Linked DNA regions of Pan troglodytes: region 2 is linked to region 1. Evidence: chromatin contacts called from public HiChIP or PLAC-seq data. All regions are on one chromosome and are shown on one strand. Each heading gives the region's core, a stretch centred on a gene start, on an enhancer-like site or on the middle of the called end of the contact. The rest is flanking DNA. Distances are from core to core; before and after follow the strand shown.

Region 1 (4,611 bases), core at 1,549-4,048:
AGCTGTTCTTGAGATCTGAAAATATTACATCTTCCACCAACTTGCACACACACACAACTGACTCCAACTAAGCAAGGGCAGGGTCCAGTTGTCCAGTCCCAAGGGAAAGGAGGAATGAATTGAAGCAGATAGGCTGAGCCAGGCTATTCAGGTAGTGATTCTTCAGCTATATTTGAAGGGGTGGGGGTGGGGGGCAACACTGACAAATCAGATGATTTATAAAGGAAGTAAATATCCCGCTTTCATATCAATTCACCCGTACCATAGCATCACCATGCTCTTCATCACGCTCTGCTGGGGACACAAATAAAGGATTTGTGACATCTCTACCCCATTCTCACAAGTCACCAGAAAAGCCCAAGAATGCAGCATTGCTTTCCCTTTGTCCCTGTTCTCCCTGACTTGATAAACCATTTGCAGTTGAAAAATGAAGAAGAAAGTCATGGCCAACCAATTTGCAAAGTGAAAGCATTGTTTTGAAAAATTACCTGAAATCGTTACAATTTTGAACACACACACACATTAAGATACATACACATGTACACATATATGTGTGTGCGTACATACATACATATATAAATACATAGTCTTCAGCATTTTCAAACATTAGGATGCTATTGAATTTTAACATGCCTGAAGTGTACTGCTCAATTCTTTTTGCCCTCGCTCTTGTACCACACATTTTTTTTTTAGAGACAGGTGGGCTCCCAAAGTTGTGGATATCTAACAGCTTGTACGAGAAGCTGCATAGCATAACCCGAAAGAAACAGCATTCCTGAATACATAGGATTTCCTCTGGGAGCAGAAAAACATTTCTTATACCAAAATTATGGTAAGACAATGTTCAAGACACTGAGGGCAACTTTAGCCTTGCCTTTCAAAGAGTAGAGTTTCATCTAAAGTAAGTAGGACATCACATTTCAATTCGTACTATTAAAAACTTGCATTACACAATGAAATTGATTACCCTATGAATCACTCTGCTTTACAAGAGGCTGAACTAGCATACAGTTAATAACACAAGCTAGCCCAGTGAACATTTCTCCAATAGTCACACGATAATCCAGTACAGCATGGATGGCCTTTGACCAGTACTTTTAGACTCTACTGCTATTCTAATTGGCCCTACTTCCTCACGACGATCACATAAGGAATTGTTTCAAGAGGGTGAAAATATAAACTAAAATTATAATCTGTTTCATCATCCTTCAGTATCATTACTGATGCTGAAATTGTATTTTGTCCAAAAGACCTATTATCTTTACAAGCTTTTCCATTTATGAAAATATATGCATGATAAACTCTGTTAGTGGCCAATAAACAAGCTTACCACCTCCATTACTACCCACTGGAAAGAGATGGTTTTTAACTATAGATTCTGCTTAAATTTGGCGATGCAATGAAATTGTTTCTTCCAAATCATTTTCAGTTATTTTAAGACTTCTAATATGATACAAATTATAGGCAAATCAAAACTGTCAAGACAACTAAAGGCATTTAGCTTTTGGAACTTAGATTCCTTCCACACACTCTCAAATGTCTCAAAGCCTAAAGGAAACAAAACAGAGCAAATAGTACATACAGAAATAAATTTCCAACAAACTAATAGTGCTCCAACCTAAGTTTACCTAAATACCTCTTTAATCTGAAAGAAGACGCTAGATTTAATATTTAAAGCAAACCAAGAAATCAGAGCATTTGCATCTTGGATACATTTCCTAGCCCCTCTCCAGTTGCTCTATCAAACCTTTTAATATCGCATAGATGCCCTTAAATGATGATGCCAGATAGGACTTACAGAAGGAAAGCATAACTTCAGAGAGGAGGAACAAATATTCAGTCCTTATCTTTGACTTCTTCTTATTTAGTGAAGGGGCTTGCCTCCTGTACTAGCAGTAAGTTGCGGCGTTAGAGTGCAAATGCACAGCTCCAAGCCCACTTCCAGTGCTCAACTGATAGCTCGGATCCAAGCCTCAACATGCTCTCTGGAAATGCAGGCAGCTCAACTGAAAACCTAACTGAGGTTTCTACCGTGGCACAAAACTAAACTGCACAAATATTTGACATCTCCGAGACCTCTAAAGGTTTCAAATAATATGCATTTTGTGCTAGGCTGCTCCTAGCTAGACAGAGCACTGAGATGATATAGAGAAGTGTTCTCAGCTGCTCAACCACACTGCTCACTAGAGAATGTTTTCCTTTTCCGCCTCAGAACAAGAAAAACCAGCAAATACTGAATGAAATGCTCATATTGACTAAGCTTTCACAGCATCAATTGTATAGGAACTTTGTTTCACATTCCATTAAGTTAGCTCATGACTTCCCACGCTGCACTATTTCTCCTTCACCTAGCTAAAAGAGCCAACTTCATTCAGGCAAATCAAGGCAAAGTTTACCCCCCCGCCCCCTCCACATGTCCCTGTCTCTTTTCTTTTCCAACTTAAACTCATCCACGGCTAAATTAACAGCCCCAATTGTGGCACAAAGGAAGCTTTGAAGGCTGCACCGGCTTGGTCCTCCAGTTGCCAACTGGAGGTAGGTTTAATGTAATATATTCTTGCTGCTTAAAGAATTTTTTAAGGGCTTGTCTGCACGGATGAAGAGCCGGACACCCCCAGAATTACATCATCAGAGTGAACACTCACCAAAATACATTATGTTTCTCATTAATCAGACAGCTGGAATCCCACCGCGGTGTCTTCAGCATCAGCTCTCACCCAAGGCTGGCACGTAGAGCAGAGCCGTTTCATGCTACATTCGGTGGAAATGTCCCCGGCGTGGAGAGCAGTGAGCGCCGAGAGCGTGCCTCCTCCGCGGGATGAGCGCCTTGCAGGCTGCCTTTCCAGGGCTAAGATCCCCGGCGGCTGGAGAGTGCGCTCGGGCTGCCTGCTGCACTGCCCATCCTTACTGTAATCCGACTCCTCCTTGCGATGTCCTTGCCGCGCCTGTGACATCAGGACTGAGAGTACTACAAACAGACCCCTCCACCCCACCCCACCCCACCCTGGGTTAGCAGCCGCTCCATGAGGTGCTCCGATTGCCTGCCTGGACCAACCATGGCTCTCGGGAAGCTTTGACGAGCCCAGAGACTTGGGAAGGGGCGGAGTGAGGGGCGCGGGAGGCTCTCTTAAAGCGAGAAGGGTCTCGGGATCCACACAGGAACACACAGGAGAAATTCACCACTGTGCAGGAGGGACGTGGTTAAGGCGAGTTCTGCCATTAACGTGTAATTAGACAACACTTTTACCCCGCCCCTCCTACGAATGCCACCATTCTCTCCAAAATTTAACCTCCTCTACCAAGTTAAAACGGCAGTACGAAGAGGGAAGGTGCCGTGCTTGCATTCTCTTTGCTGTGGGCTTGAGGGTTTGTTGTTATTTTTTGTGATGTTTATATATAAGAGGAATAAAAGGAACGCCAGGGACCACTGCTAGGGTAATAGAGGTTTACACTTAGAAGTGATCACATCCCAGAAAGCTAGTACTTGGTGAAGTGTAATTTTGTATTTCTTGAGTGTTCCCTGAGCTATTATGTTGATAGAAAGATGTGAAGAAAAATAACTGGTGATAAAAGTCACCTCTCAGTTGCCCAGGACCAAATTTGCTGCCTCCCTTAGTAGGCAGGTAGAAAGCACACTGAGGCTGAAATGATCTTTGACCTCCTGAAACGGAGAGACGATTAGCCTGAAAGGCAACCAACATTGTGCCATAGTTAAAGTCCAGTCACCAATATAATATAGCCACACACACACACCCCCCCCCCCACCCCCCCACACACAACGCTCTCATTAAATTTGAGATGAACGGTCAAGAAAGGCAAAGCTTAGCAAAGCCTCTGGCTCCTCCAATGGTATAATGAATTGCAGTCCTTATCTTACATAGAAAAGGATATTAGAAAGAAATCCCTGAAAGCTGTGCTGATTAATACTTAAATGCACAGCATGGAAAAAATAAACTCATACAGCAAGTTCCGTTTCCTAAGGACTCATCACTTTGGGAACCAATTTACGTACTGGAACATTTGAACTTATAAATTTCTATAGAAATTTGTGAAATTAAGAACCAAATATAAACAAAGAACTGTAGTCTATGGAAGAATGCAATTGATATATTTTTAATCTGGGCTTTTATAAAAGTGTGATAGCAAATATTTCTACATTTTGATATTAAAATATTCTATAGCATTTCCTTACACGATTCTATATCTCTTGGTGGATTTAATGTGTATAGAAACTAGGGGGCTGAAGCTCATAATAACAGCTTTCTGTGCAATCTCGCATAAAAGCTTAACTGTATTCTACCTCTGTGAAGAGTGCAATGAACAATATCCTCTCTCACGCTAGATTATAAAGAATTTGGTGAGTGAAAATAGGTCAGCAAATATAAATCAGAAACATCACAGTGAATCTTAAGATAAATCTAGGGCTGTTCTTTTAGAAATACTCTTAATTTAAAGCCACCAGAGGAAAATTTACATAGTAAAGGATATTAACTTTTTTACTCCCTTTTAAAAATTAAAATAAAAACAATGTTACGGGAAAGTATTGAAGAAAATGCCTAAATGTTTTTTCCTTTTGGACAAATGGAAATTGTCCAAAAGTACAATTAGTAG
Region 2 (4,611 bases), core at 626-3,125, 130 kb after region 1:
ATATTAATCTACATTGCTGCTTCAGTTTATACCTTCTGAAGTCACTAAATGTAGCATCTCTAAATACCACTTTAAGCTTCTCATTTACCTGCTAATCCCCCATGTCTTTCAAAACATCACTCTACAGTCTTCTTTTCAAAATATATCTGATACTCCAGTGCAAAATGGTCTTAGTGCTGCCATTTGTGTCTCATCTTTCCTTTGCTCAGGTTTTCTCATGTATGCAATACACTCACTTCTCCCTCAACCAGCTCAAACCCAGGCCAGCCTTTGATATCAAACTCCAAGGCCACTCCAAGTAGTGGCAGCCGTGTCATTGCCACTACTGTTGTCATCTTCATTGTGATCATCATCATTCCAGCTCTATTTGTACAGCTCTTATGGAAGCACTACTCAAAGAGTAGATCTGGCAGACCCAGGCTGCTCAGCAAACAGTTTCCTACATCCATAGAATAAGAAATTGAAACTAGGCATTTAGAAACCTTAATATCAATTTAGGATTGCTGTGACATTCACATGTGGAGATTTAAAAGCATCAGTTCTCAATGGATTAGAAATTTAAAATCCAGAAAGAAAAACGAGTTACTTCATCATAGTTGGTTTGAGAAGTACTGCTTTACAGTCTCCCAAAGTATTTTCACACATAATATAATATTCAGTTTAAGCTGTGATATCAGGAATGATATTGTTTGCATCTTGTAAGTGTAAAGCAAGCAAGCAAACAAACAAACAAAAAACCTGAGGGATAGAAAATGTTTGGAATTTTTCAAAACACATATCTTGTAATTGGTAGAACTTTTTATTCCAAATCTGGTGTTTTTTTTTTTTTTCTTTGTCCTATTGCTTATCTATTAGGGGTGCCTCAGAGTAACTGTCTTCATTCAGCCTGGTCAAAACGGGATGGATATAATCATTTTGGGATGATTTGGGGATCACTAGAGAGCCACTGACTGCCTGTGAGTTTTATCTGTTAACACAACTTAATCTAGTATTTGTCTTCAAGAAAATGAAAAATTATATATAATATATATATTCTGTTGACTAAGAATGACTCTAAAGGCTGACTTACTTTCTCATGTTTTCATTTAACCCTTCAATCAACTGACATTTATTACATTTATTGAGCACCTACTATGTCTCATGCCTCGTGCTCAGTGCTGGGTAAATATGAAGAACAGAACAGCTTTTCCATAATGATTTCATGGATAGAAAATAGTACAGGGGTTAGAACAAGTTTTCTTATATTTTTGATTTTTTTTTTTACCATTTAAAGTTATCCAAAACTCAATTTTCCTGTTTTGTAGTACAAAATCTTTGAAAGAATTCCATCTAATGTGAAAATAAAATTCTGTACAGCTTTACCCTGCTGCAAGCTACTAAGCATTAGCTTCTGTCTAAAGGTTCTTTCTTTCTCTAATTGCTTTCTTTAGGATCACTAATCTTCCAAAGAATCATTGTTTACATTATGCGTTTGCCCATTAAGCAGAGAAGCACTTCTTTCCACACTTTTCCCATTCCAAGGAAGGATTAAGAGCAACTGTTAACACAATTAAAGCTCAGTTTAATTTCTATGATCCATTTGCTTTTGCAGTAAAACACCATGACTGTGAACTCCTAGAGGGCTGTAACTACCATGGGATCAGGTTTATTCGCCTGCCCTAAGTGACCTGTACAGGAAAAAGGCAAAACTTACCATGTGGAACACCAAAACACTGAGACTCGTTAAACAAGGTCATTTCAGATACTCTTTCTGTTTGCATAGGAATGGGCATTTTCATAACTACCCTGCTTTGGCTCTGTATGAAACTGAGCACCAACCCAGCAAACGCTGTAGCCAAACATCGATTACAGCCTGAAGTAGGGCCTCAAAAGCACAGTGGCCTGGAATTTTGATCCACTAAGGGAATCAATTCAAGAGCAGATGCCCTCAATATATGACCCATTCTCTGAGACTGTGACTCTAGGGAGCACGCACATTCCCAGAAACGTGTTAGATTAGAAGGATGACAGCAGTGTCACACACACTTTGGTAGTTATTTAAAGTTAATTAATTTAACCTGATCTTTCCATATAAATATAAGGCACAATAGATGACTAGTGATAATTGATTCTGGAGAGCCTCAGAAATGGTTCAAGGAAAACACAGCTGTGCTGTATAGCAGTTCTTGTTTGCTCTGGATTATAAACTATTTTTAGTACTTAGTTAATAAAGCTAATTTTCTTAAGGGGCCTGCAGTGAAATGCGTGAGCTGCTATGTCAGATGCTGATAGAATTGGGATTTGTAATGGATGAACCTAAGAAAATTAACTCCACCAATGCGGACTCACTTTTAGAGCTGAGGCATCAGCGTACCTGCTTGTAGAGATACCTAATAAAAGTAATCAGAACCTATTTTATGGTTTTCCACAATAAATTTATTTGGGAAGTTACAGATGAACTTCTTTAATACATCTGTTATCTCTATTTTATGTGTTGATATACTATTAATTTTAATTACAACAGCAATGAAGATTTCATGATAAAATGATAAACAACTTATATTAAGTGCTATTTATAAGTACCTTAAATATATTCTTCCATTTTAAGATGCTGATCTTTTCCCATTTTGACATCTTTGAAACTGATGGTGTATCATAACATTGCATCTTCGAATTGATGACATCTTAGGTTCAGTAAAATATAGTAACTGATACAATCCTCTAGGCAACTTCCTGAGGAGATATTATTACTACATCTTACACATGAGGAAACTAAGGTATAGAGAGATCTTAAGTAACTTATCCAGGTGATGTAGCTCATAAAAACGAGAGTTTGGATTTGAAAGCAAGCAGTCTGACTGTGGATTCAAATTCTTAATTACTATGAGATATTGTCTCATGAACTCATTTAAATACAACTCAAGCGCCATGTGAGCAAGCCTGTTTCATAAGGAACTCCCTACTATCAGTTTCATGAGTGCTCCAGCAGTATGAAGGCATTAATATGTGTAAAAAGAAAAATTAGTATTGTTTTGTGTATGTTTACAGAAAAGTGTATCATACTTTGAAAATCTATTTTGTGTTTTCACTCACTAATATCTGCATGAAGTCCTTTTTATTTTTCAACTTGTATTTTAACAGCTGCATAGTATTCCACTACATGACTGCACATGTAAGCAATTTTCATGCTTCCATGTTTCCATTGTTATAAACAGCACCGTAATGAAGCATATTTAAATGCTCTCATTGAAACAAGTGATTCTTCCTCTAGGTAGATTCCATGAAGTGGAATTTCTGAGTCATGGATGTGCTTCTATTTTCTATTGAGAAGATTTAAATATTTTAGCTGTAACACGACATGCCTGTCATATAGCATTTTGTTACTAAGATTAGCAAGTTATTTTCAACTATATATCACAGCAGTTATTTATCAAGCACATTTGAAGTTCTTTTTTGCATTTATGTGGGAAAGCCCTTATAAAACAATTTTTATTTAGGTTCATACAAACCCTAAAGCTATTTTATAAAAAGAGCCATGTACATTTGGAGAGCAGGAGGGTAGGACAGAACTTGCTGCCAACAGTAGTTCTCTTGTGATACACTACCAGAAAAAATATGTGCCTTTGTTATTTTTCATCATTTGAATACTTCTCAAGTTTGTAAAACACATCAAGATAGAAACACTTTGCTTGTCTTGAATGACATTAACAAGGAATCAAATGATATGAAAATTTACCTCTTGTTGAATTTTTAAAAATCATGAATGGAAAAAAAATCCTGTGTTTGTCATGTTCTTTAAGTACAATGAGTTTAGTCCTCTTGACTCCAAAGTGTTTGTTCTCAGAAATGATTTCTGCCAAACTAGTGTTGTCTAAGTGACAGACTGTCTGCTCTGGAGAGGACACACGGGATCCGTTTATTGCCATCTCTGGGATTAGAGTGCTGGCTCTCAGCTACTTTTGCAGATGCTTCTTGTCTTTGTTCTTAATATAGTTGTTTAGCATTAAGAACAGTTATGTCATCAAAACACCTAATACGAATAGCAAGACTGTACTCTTGAAGTGGTGTAGGCTTTTGTGTATTAGCTGATCTGCTGTAAACTTTCTTCTTCAAAGGCAGGAAGCTATTAAGATGAATTTATTACCATAGGTATCAAGTCCTCACACATCCTAAATACAACGCTTTTCTCACCGCTGTTGTAATATGCCACAGCACTTCAATTAAAAAATAGTCACAGAGGTCAGGAATCACTAAACATAAAATAAGCAGCTGTCTCTGAGCCACTAGGCGCTTCATTGAAAAGGGCACCAGAGAGTCCTCATTTGGAGAGTTACATAAAAACTTCAGCTTTGGAGGATGCATGACTATATAACACTACAGTTGGTTTTATAATGTCATCCCTTTAATCTTACAATGAATAGGAGAAAAGCGTGGACAGTCATACTTTTTTAATGGTTTCATCTTTCAAGGAAAAGAATGTGCAAGTGGGGGAACAAACTCTTCTTTCATGTAATCTTGAAATGTTAAATCAGTCCACCAAATTAGGGTCTGGCCACAGTTTGGCTCTCCCTGGCATCATTAAAGCTAATAAATGCAATTACTTTTTAAATATGTAAAAATACTATGGGTATG

What was found. HiChIP or PLAC-seq counts read pairs in DNA pulled down with a chosen protein or histone mark.
Region 2: a contact with region 1 is called in an H3K4me3 HiChIP or PLAC-seq map of stem cell-derived excitatory neurons, with 4 times the contacts expected there. The contact joins two enhancer-like sites. A contact is called at or near these places in 2 of 7 Hi-C or Micro-C datasets (induced pluripotent stem cells and stem cell-derived neural progenitor cells) and 1 of 1 datasets of contacts at active chromatin or transcription factors (stem cell-derived excitatory neurons).

The regions. Positions count from the first base shown.
Region 1 is chr2:25,744,798-25,749,408 of NHGRI_mPanTro3-v2.0_pri, forward strand. All of the region lies in intron 7 of ZNF385D (zinc finger protein 385D), which reads right to left. Among named protein-coding and RNA genes, the nearest start is that of ZNF385D, 630 kb to the right of the region's middle. Within about 2 kb of position 2,799, at least 8 of the 24 cell types and tissues checked have an H3K27ac peak or open chromatin away from gene starts, as enhancers often do. A contact at or near this core is called in stem cell-derived excitatory neurons, where this site is marked.
Region 2 is chr2:25,875,431-25,880,041 of NHGRI_mPanTro3-v2.0_pri, forward strand. All of the region lies in intron 4 of ZNF385D (zinc finger protein 385D), which reads right to left. Among named protein-coding and RNA genes, the nearest start is that of ZNF385D, 500 kb to the right of the region's middle. Within about 2 kb of position 1,876, at least 1 of the 24 cell types and tissues checked has an H3K27ac peak or open chromatin away from gene starts, as enhancers often do. A contact at or near this core is called in stem cell-derived excitatory neurons, where this site is marked.